Regions from separate parts of the Gossypium hirsutum genome. Here region 1 is linked to region 2. The links are chromatin contacts, called in public Hi-C maps. All regions are on one chromosome and are shown on one strand. The core of a region is the stretch at or near the end of the contact, and the rest is flanking DNA. Distances in the headings are between cores, read along the strand shown. Region 1 has its middle 20 kb from the start of LOC107888876. Region 2 holds the start of LOC107888879.

Evidence for each region. A called contact is a pair of places that touch in the nucleus more often than the background predicts.
Region 1: a contact with region 2 is called in a Hi-C map of leaf, with 4 times the contacts expected there. The contact joins the enhancer-like site here to the promoter of LOC107888879 in region 2. A contact is called at or near these places in 5 of 34 Hi-C or Micro-C datasets (anther, callus and leaf).

Annotation. Positions count from the first base shown.
Region 1 is chrA09:51,112,206-51,117,436 of Gossypium_hirsutum_v2.1, reverse strand. No RefSeq gene overlaps it. Among protein-coding and RNA genes, the nearest start is that of LOC107888876, 20 kb to the left of the region's middle. Within about 2 kb of position 2,581, at least 3 of the 9 cell types and tissues checked have an H3K27ac peak or open chromatin away from gene starts, as enhancers often do. A contact at or near this core is called in leaf, where this site is marked.
Region 2 is chrA09:50,925,377-50,930,809 of Gossypium_hirsutum_v2.1, reverse strand. LOC107888879 reads right to left here and starts at 2,079. Exons shown (of 5, transcript XM_016813132.2): 1 at 1,662-2,079; 2 at 726-841; 3 at 173-335. The coding sequence starts at 737. It overlaps LOC107888880 (TVP38/TMEM64 family membrane protein slr0305), which reads left to right and starts at 2,292. Exons shown (of 9, transcript XM_041077817.1): 1 at 2,292-2,888; 2 at 3,516-3,577; 3 at 4,055-4,109; 4 at 4,842-4,940; 5 at 5,145-5,231. The coding sequence starts at 2,793.

The DNA.
Region 1 (5,231 bases), core at 1,332-3,831, 190 kb before region 2:
CTTTCCCGAATTGCCCTTGTATTGCGTGTTTTCGTAAAATATTTTTTCTTTTTTAGTAGGATTTCAATACCCAGTATAATATGTCGATGTGCCTAAATTTTTTGTAATTTAGCTGAAAATCTATTTTGATATATAATTTTTTTATTTATTTAGGTAAAAAACCCGTATTATGGATTCTAATATTACAAAAAATTGAGATGGATACATATTATACTGGGGACAATCGGTCACTAAAACTCTGCTCGCAATTTCTTGAGATGGAAACACATTATGTTTCAGATATTTTTTTACCCGTATTTTGACCCATATATAAATTTATATATTTTTAATAAAAATAAAAAAAATATTTTATTTAAAAAAACTCCTCTTACCTGGCCTCCTAAGAAACTTTAAATATAAATTTTTATAGTTTTACCAAAGATTTAAATATAAATTTAAATATTTTTAATAAAAATAAAACATGCAACACAAGGGCAATTTGGGAAAGAAGAAAAAAAGAGAGCAAGAGGAGCTGACGTGACAGTTGCGCCTACCTGACAGGCTCGACCCATTTCGGGTATTTTTTACCCGTATTTTAACCATATTTTACTCATATATAAATATAAATATTTTAAAAATAATAATAATATTTTTTTAAAAGGAAAAAAAATTTTAATATTAAAAAAATGGGTTGCGCCTGTCAGGTAGGCGCGACCCAAAAAAATATACTATTTCCATAATTAATCTAGCTAACAACCCATTTTCGTGTATAATTTTTTTTTAATATATTGGGGTAAAAAAACCCCTCATTTCTTTCCTAGTTACCCTCCCTTTCTTATCTTCACTACTAACTCTCTCCCTCTCCCATTGACCCACCCTTTGCTCACCATGCTCACTACTTCTTTTCTCTCCTTTTCTCACCGTTGTCACCACCCTCTTCTTCACCTCTTTTAGTATCTCTCACCCTCGCTTCCCCCGTCGCCCCTTGTAACCTCTTAACCGACCACACACCTTTTTTTCAGCAAAAAGGTACCCCTCTTTTTGGAAAAATAAATATAGCCCAAGGTTTGGCCCTGGTCTCCCTTAAAGGATGTTTTCTCGAGTCCTTGGTGGTCCAATTTTCTCGAGTTCGTGGTGAGTCAGTTTTATCAAGTCTAAACGGACTTGTTTTGTCTACATTTGGTTTGATAGATATAATGTTTTTCGAATGTTCGTAAGTTTCTCATAATGGACTTGATTTGTCAACGACAAATTCAACGCACCAACTCGTTGATTCGATGTAGCAGCTAACGCCCAATGTTGGGGCTTGTGCCTGCGACATTTGTGTTTGTCAAAGGAGTTACTTTTTAGAATTGAACATCTATCTAGTATAGCTGAATTGTTTAGTTAAGTATTCATACTGATTTCTTGATTTGTATTTTATATGGGTTTGTTTCATTCTACTAGGATTGTTTATCCCTTGTAAGGAATTTATAAAGGTCAAATTTTGCATTTAATGGAATTAGTACCTCTACTCTAAATTGCTCAAATTTAGTACTTGGTACTTTTTCAAAATTTAAAATTTTGGTGTTGATTTTTTTTTTGTTGTTTCCCATCATTTGTGATTTTATATATATATAAATATTGAGATGATATTATACATAATAAAAAAATTGACTTCTTAAAAACTTTGCCAGTACGTGTGCGGACATGCCAAAAAATAAAAAAGGTAAAGTTTGGGTTTTACTTTCCGTCGAAATCACAAATCAAAGAAACAAAGCAATTTTCCTTCATGAAAACAAATTTTGGATTTTTGAAGCCATAATCAACCTTCACATAATCTCAAACTATTTTCTTCTACTCAAATCAAATAGAAGATGAACTATCGCTAACACAAATCGAAAACAACAAACCCAATCAATTGCCAAATCATAAAATTCTGTTCTACTGTCTCAAATTAAGTTGTTGGGTAAGAAAGATTAAGTATGTTCTCTGTTGGTTGCATCTTCTATTTTCTCAAATTAAATCAGAAAATCCTTTTTTTTTTGTTGGTTGCAATTTGGAGGAGCATTTAGTATTTGTAGATAGAGAAAAAGTTTTAGGGTTGTTTGTAAGTTTAGGTTGCTAAGTCGGAGAAAAAGCCCATCATCAAGTAAGTTGAATATGATATATGATATTTGGAATAAATATAAACGTAATATTTTTAGCATTTTAATTGTATTATTAATTTAAGTAATATTTTTCCGGTGTTTTTTTGGCATGTTTCACACGTGTTGGTAATTTTTTATACAAGCCAAAATGTTTTTTTATTATGTATAATTCCACTTCAATATATATATATAAAAGTCACATTAGACTTTTCAAACGGAGGGAAACAACAAAAATATTGTTTAAATTTCGATAAGTACAATTATTAAATTTGAACAAATTGGAGTAGAGGTACTAATTCAGCAAATTTTGCATAGTACAGGTGTTAAATACAGAATTTGACCATTTATAAATCAATGGAATGTTAATCTCATAAAAGAGTTGCAAAATAAACAATGAAATGGGCCTAAAAACGTTTGGATTGGGTTTTATTAATAATTAAAAGATAGAATTAGATCCACAACGGCAATTGTTGGACTTGGAACCACAGTTGACGTCGCACAATTGGACCCCACGCTGTTGAGTTCACAACTAGCTAGCAGCTCTGGATTATAAACTTGAAAAATCAACAATGGTTGAAATAATAAATTTAATTATAAAACTAATATTAATATTAATGTAAAAGGTTTTTAAAATGATTTACTATTTTTCAAATAATAAAATGAGCCAATGAGCCAGAATCCTACTACGTTCCATTCAAATTTAGACATAATTTTTTTTTGGATTCAAGTCTTATACATTAGTTCACATTAAGTTATTCTAAAAGGATATTTGATTCACGAATTCATACCTTATTTGAGATTTTAGAATTATATTCCCTTGTTTAAATTTCAAAAATTACCTTTTTAAGTTAATAATATAACATTTTCAACCGTGCTAAAATTTGATAATATAAAAAATAATCTAATTATACTATATTTCAGTATAAAATTTTAAAATAATTTTATAATATACAAACAAAAGGAAAGGTCATAGGGTAGGACCAAATCCAATTATAACTTTTTTTTTTTTTTGAAACCAAGCAACAGCCTAACCCCATCCAACGCTCGTTCATTTTCCTTATAATCGAACTTAGATGCCAGAGTATGCTTCAAGCCATTACTCCAGTTTCAGCTATAGTATTATATTATGTCTTTGAGAAAAAAATTCTTTACCATCCTTTAATGACAAGAAAAATCTTCTAAGATAGACCCAATTTTTAAGGTATACTTTATTTGCAATCAAGCTTTTCTATTTTAAGGATTGGTTCAAATTAAATGTTTTATTACTAAACGGATTAATTTAATATGTGTATTAGTAAAAGGAATAAAAAAATCTAAATGTTATATTTACAATTTAAAAAACTATATAAAATTATTCATTTTCAATTTAACTCAAAAAAAAAATTAAGGGTGTAAAAAGTTCACAAACTTAAAAAAAAATTAAACTCTTTTTTTTCTTACTCATTTGGATACTCAAACTTTCAAAATATATTAAAAAGGTCCTCAAAAAAAATCAATTAAGCCCCTACCTTCTTTTTTTTCACTCAATTGGATACTTTAACTTTCAAAATATATAAAAAAAGATCCTCAAACTTTTTCAAAAAAAAAAAGGCAATTAAGTTCATGCTTTTATTAAAAATTAGAAAAAACATTATAAAAAATTAAAAACAATAAAAGATATAAATATTATTAAATTTTAATAAAATATTAAAATATTAAAAATTAGAAAAAAATATAAAAATCGTAAAAAAATATAAAAAAATTATAAAATTTTACAAAAATCGTAAAAAAATTAAAAAATATATAGAAATATAAAAAAATTTATAAAATTTTATAAAATCCTAAGAAAATTATACAAAATGTAAAGAAATATAAATTTTGTAATTTTTTTATAAAAATTATCGTACCAAAAGAATTATTTTATAATTTTTGGATAACTTTTATTGATTTTTATATTTTTAATGATTTTTCACCACATGTCACACTGTGTTGCGACACGTGATGAATTTAATTGAAAAAACTAAGGGTTGTTATTTCTTTTATGATTTTTATAAAATTTTACAATTTTTTAATTTTTATTAAAATTTAATAATTTTTATAAAATTTATTATTTTTTATAATTTTTAATAAAAGCAAGGGCTTAATTGTTTTTTTGAAAAATTTTGAGGGTCTTTTTTATGCAATTTGACAGTTTAAGTACCTAATTGAGTGAAAAAAAAAAGCAGGGGCTTAATTGCTTTTATTGAAGAAGTTTGAGGGCCTTTTTGATGCATTTTGAAAGTCCAAGTGCTCAATTGGGTGCAAAAAAAAAAAAGGGAGAGGCTTAATTACTTTTTTTTTAAAAAGTTTGAGAGGTTTTTACATCCATAAGTCAGAAAAAAAATTTCATTTATAAAACCCTCAAAACTTTAGAAATATTAACTATGTTATATAATAAATTAAATTTATTTATAATAAATGTTAATTGTGCTAAATTTTAGTTTTATTTTAGTTTTTTTATTAGTAGAAAGGTTAAATTAATCTAGTTAAGAGTATAAAAATTAATTTCAACCAATTCTATGAAGTAGTTGTCCCCTTTTTTTTTGTTTTTTTGTTTATGAAATGGGCAGGGTAACCGAATGAAAATCAGAAGTTTCCTGAGAAAGAGCAATACGAGAGTGGTGAATCTCATATTATTTTTTACCTAAAAACAACCAACAAAATTCCAACATTGAGCAATGCTTTTTGACTTATTCGTTTCAGATTTCAGAATTTAAAACTCACCAATCCTTTCTCACTGTTGTGGGTATAATGACTGGTTGAAGCAATGAAGTTGGTTCCCTCTCGTGGTGGGTGGTGACTGGTGACTGGTGGGTAGTGGGTTGGTATTCTTTTAACTTCCCCAATAATGGCTGCCGTACTACTCAATTCTTAATGCCAACTTATCTTTCGCTCATGTAATCTCAATGTTGGATTTGCTAATGCATTTGGTCTTTCTTGTTGCATCATCTTATAGAAAATTCAAGGTTTACATGTGTAGGGTTTAGGTTATATTTTTCTTTGATGTGGATTTAGTTTATAATTTTTTAATTTAATTTTTTTAGTTTCTATATTTTTCAAATTTTAACGTTTCAATCTAAACTCAAATTGTACTTGTTAAAGTTG
Region 2 (5,433 bases), core at 830-3,329:
GTAGACAATTAATGTTTTAAAAGATCGTATCCTATTATACTACTTTTGTATTAATAGAAAGAGATACAAGCAGAGACAACCTAACTCAACAAGGTCCATTTAGGATAACTGAAACTTTCTTCATGTAAAGGATCAAATTCATGTTAGGCATATAAATCCAAAAGAATCTTACAGTACGATGAGACACAGCACTCCCGAGCTGCAAATCTTTTCATTAGGTGTTCTCCAGCATCGCTAACACAACAACCAACTGTGAAAGGAGCCCCAAAAGGTCCTTTTGAGGATGCCCAACAGCCTGCACCATACATTGCTGCTAATCCCACATGACCAGAGACCTGTCACAATTGTGGGAAAAAGTGTCTCATAAATTATAGCCTCAAAGAGGAATGAACTAAGAAAAGACCCATAAATTGATTCCCCAAAGCCATACCATTGTAGTCTGTGATATCAAAACAAGGAGAATAATCTCTTACAAGTCCTTAAACACACAACATAAAATTGCACTCATATTGAAAAAATTAGTATAACATAAATTTTTTTATATATCATAAAATTTTAACTAACCACCAGAAGAAGATGATTATAATACAAAAATGCCTCATATAGAAATAGGTCCTGTAAGTTTGCACTCATTCTCATTACAGATTGCCATCCAGTCTGCAATATTTTGGCATACATAATGAGAACGTAAGCAACATAACTAAATCTTGTAGCCCTTTGTTTACCATTATTAACATCAAATTCGAAACATTTCGTGATCCACGTAGTTCTTTTCCAGCCTCGGATCCACCAACATATCAAAGTCTTGATGTTCAATTGCTTCAGTAAGCAAAGGTCGAGCCTGAGTAATAAGTTTGAATCATATTATAATCAAGATAATACATTATTAGACTATAACTTCAGATTTTATTCAGACGAAAATCAAATTTCTTGAAGATTCTAACAGTATAAGCTAAAACTTACGAAGAAAGCCAAAGAAAAAGGCATGTTAAAACAAGAAAAAACTTTTGAAAACATAACTAAACATAGCGGAATAGCTAAATCTTTATCTAAAACCCGATGTAGTAGCTAAATATCTATGCAACTTATGATTCTCTAAGCATTAAGATTCAAAAATAAACAAAGCGTATTAGCACATATGTCGAGTTTCTCTTTAATTTAACTTCAATGGTTTTCTCAACTGAAATGCTTTGTTCAGCTTACACTGTAACTAGCCCAATATTTCAGAATCAAAATTGAAAAAAAAAAGAAGCAAAGCAATGGCAAATTTACTAGTAAAACGATTTCCCCATCTCCCACGCCTATGTTTTCTTTTTCTTTTTCTTGCTCAAAAACTCTGTAACTGATTCAAAGCTCAAAATCCAAATCCCCTTCAACCCATTTACCACAAACAACAAATTCCAACCTAAAATTGAAATCCCTTACTATTGAGACAAGCAACCTGAAATCCCTTACAATAAACAGAAATGCCCAACAATTCGAAAATACTAAGCTTAGCTTTCTAACCCTAAATTGCCCTAAAATAATCAGATCAACCAATCGACCAATTTTTCTCGAAAACTCATTTATTTCACAGGTCCCTTCTAGTGAAATACAAGCAGAGAAGCAAAGAGATGAAATTCTCACAATGGAGGTGAGATTGAGGGGAATAATAACCTTACTCGTCTCAACTTTGGGGAAGCTTTTTACAATGTCGAGATCTTTGTCTATAATGGTCCTGGGATAACAATAACTAAACGAGAACTATGAGACAAGGTTGAGGTGTGGTGGCTTGAGGTGTTTGCTGAGGGAGAATGGTAAAGGGCAAGAATGGGAGGTTATGTTTTTTTTCTTATTCGGTAGAGGCTCTGTATTGCTATTCTTTAGATCAGGTGGGGAATGGCTATTATGGGTAGAGGCGGAATGGGAGATGAATAAAATTCTGTCGAATGGAGGATTCGGTGAATTAAACTAATGAATAGCTGCTTATCACCAAATCATCCTGGAATAGTTTCGCTATTTATGCATATTAGAATTAAGGCCAAATTGACAAGATATGTAAATACTGAAAATTAAATTTATTATTATATTAATAAAAATTATGTATAATTGATAGAAGACATCAACATTATAATTAATTATTCTTGATTGCTTACTTTTAAAATCGAAACATATTAAATTTTTCTATTTTTTTAAAGAATCAATTTGCTTAATTTCGAAATTGAGAGAGACTAAAAAGATTTTTTACCTTATTATCTTATTACAAAGATGTTTTTATATTTATATATATAATCAATAAAAAAATTCAACCTAAACCACCTTAATTAAAAAAAAGTACTATTTCTACCAAAGTTAACTTTTTTTATGGAAACTTTTACTATTTAATTTATAGATAAATTTTCAATTAATTTTAGGTAATTTTCACCCTAATCGTGTCTTTAGTATGCATGTTTAAGAGACTAAGAAAAGGATGCTACCTACTGAGTTGCAATTCTCAATCCTATCCCAAAATTTTAAGCTTATTCAATACCCAAAACTACACAATAAAGCAATTGAAATAAAGGCAATCAGACAAAATCCCAAAAATCTTTTGAGTGTTTGTTAGGCTAAAACCGCTATAGGAAAAAACCAAACACAAAGCTAGAACAATCCCACTTCTTTCTTCTTTTTTTCTTTTCATTTCTGTTTCCTTTTTAACTTTGCCAAATCTGGCAACCTTAGAAGGATTGAGGGCTCGTTCATCCCATAAACAAGAGATCCTCGATATTGACAACGAAGACGAAGAGTGTAGGCCTTGGCGTCGAAGGTTCTCAATGGCTTTCACCTGGGGTTCCTCTCTCAGGATCACTCTTCTTCTCCTCCTTATTGCTGCTATTGTTTTCGCTTGTTTCACCCTCCCTGTTGAAAAGGTTTGGTTTTTCTACCTATTTACACGTTTCCTTGATCTGGGTGAAGTTTATTTTTCTCTTCTTTTTTTTCTTAATTTTGCTTTTTCATTTTGTTCTCCGATCTGGGTATTTGTTGTTTTCTCTTTTTGATTGATAATTTGTTAATTTTGTAGGGTTTTTCTTTTACTAATTTTGTTCTTTCTTTTTGAGCTTTTTCTAATCCGGGGCTTTCCTGTTTTGACCTTTTTGGTTAATCATTTATGGATTTTTGGATGTTTATATCGATTGAAGATTTGAATGTTGGGTTTTCTACTCAAATGAGTTACCTATGTGGCACATTTTGGGGTTGAGGTTATAAGTGCAAACTTGTGATTTTGGTCTTAGGTTTCACGATTGATATGCTACCAAGCTGTACTTTTGAACCCAATGTATTTGTCTAATTGTGTTCCTTTTCTGAAACTAGTACAAATTGCAAAGCTGGGACAATGTATGAAAGAGTTATGAGGGGGACTACAAAATTAGCTAAAGCATTAATTCTTAGAGCTGAATTCTTAAGGATTCTGATTCTCTCCCGCTTTCCCAATGTTTGCTGTTAGTGTTTAAATTAAGCTCAGTTGTTATGTTGATGAAAATAAGTTTTTCTTGCAGATTCTGAAGGATTTTTTGTTATGGGTTGACAAGGATCTTGGACCTTGGGGTCCACTTGTGCTGTAAGTCACGTGAAATCCTGTATTTTTTTTGGCTTCCGTTGGCATCTATCATGTCATCTACTTGAATGTAATTCATTTGATTCGGTAATATATGAATATAATAAATCTAATATAAATTGATGTTGCCGTTGAAACATTGTTCAACTGAGTTGAAAGTTTTGTCGGTTTGCTTGGTTCTTACTGTCTTTAGCTTTCTGTCCATGTAAACAGAAAGTGGATCATTTCCTTTATGTGAAACATGGAGAGAATGTAAGGTTATGCGTTCTTCAGCATTGCATGAATAAAATGCCCCTCCATGAGTAATGAAATTAGCATGTCGTAGTTATGTGGAATGCCTCTTAAATTTGAAGCTTTGGGATTGATAATTGGTCAGTTTGCTGGTGAATTGATTAGCTGTAGAATGTAGATAACTTAGTTCTGAAGTATTGGAATTTTTCATTTTACTTTTCCAACTCATATTTCTTTGTTGGTTTGCAGGGCTGTTGCTTATATTCCTTTGACAGTCTTGGCCGTTCCAGCTTCAGTGCTTACCGTAAGCATTAAACTCCTATACTGATGCTTCAGTGTAGCCAAATTGATTACTATTTTGTATGATCATGCAATTTCTTGCATTCCAAACCCTGGAGTATTGATCATGATTCTTTCTTAGTGGCTCTCTTCCATGGAGTAGGCATGGTGTCCATGTCAGTGGAGCCTACCTTTATCTACTAATTTAGAAGTATAATCCAGTCAGTGCTGATGCTGATTATTTACCATACATGGCTCTTTTAGGAAGCTTTTGGTCAACTCCTATATGGAAAAGTTAATTACCTGTTAATATACTTAGAATTAGGTTCTATAGATGAGTTGGTAGCCCTGTGTAAGGTGTCTGGATCAGGATTGAAGTTTCCTTTGCTACAACTAGTGCTGATAACAGTTTGCATTAATATCTAGAGTAATGGTATGGTAAATTGTGGCTCTTGACACTTTTTGGTTAAATTCTATGCTGCCTACCAAAACAAACCATTTTTAACCCAAAATTTTGTTTGTCATTTACTGAAGGAGAGTTGATGTATGATAACTTGCATTCTTACAGTTAATTTTAATATTAAACTATCCCTATGATCTTTAACTTCTTTTTTCCTTATTTTTCTACAGCCTATTTTATCAAATTTCTTGTTGTTATGTGTCATATTGTACTTGCCCTGCACAGTTGTAGATTGAAACTTCCAAAAATTAGACAGGAAGTGAACAAACTTTAACCTCGCCTAGTACTGTGTTTCAGCTTGGTGGTGGTTATCTTTTTGGATTGCCTGTGGGCTTTGTTGCGGATTCTATTGGTGCAACCCTTGGTGCGGGAGCGGCATTCCTTCTTGGCAGAACAGTATGTTAACTGACTTGTTTTGAAAACTTTTAATGTTATGCCTTATTACTTTACCTTCCATTGACTGATTTCGTGGCAGGTTATTGATGTGTTTGATATCAGTTTTTACTGAACTTTATTGCTTGCTTTATATTTACTTCCGTTTCTTACTTATTTCTTGAGTCTCTCGTTCAATTTTCATCTTATTATGTTTTCCTTATACAGATTGGGAGATCATTTGTTGTTTCTAAGTTGAAGGATTATCCTCAGTTCCGGTCAGTAGCACTTGCAATACGGAGATCTGGCTTTAAGGTTTATACTCTTTTTCTTAATTTCTGAAGGATAGCATCTTGGTTTGTAGGATATGTCTATCCCTAAGCCTTAAATTAAATTTATGCTATTTGATAGGTTTTGGCTTAAATCATGCTTAATGCATTATGAGTTATCAAATTTGACAGCATCTTGACTTCATGAAAATGCTATTTTCCAAATAATGGGAAAAAAAAAAGAGCAA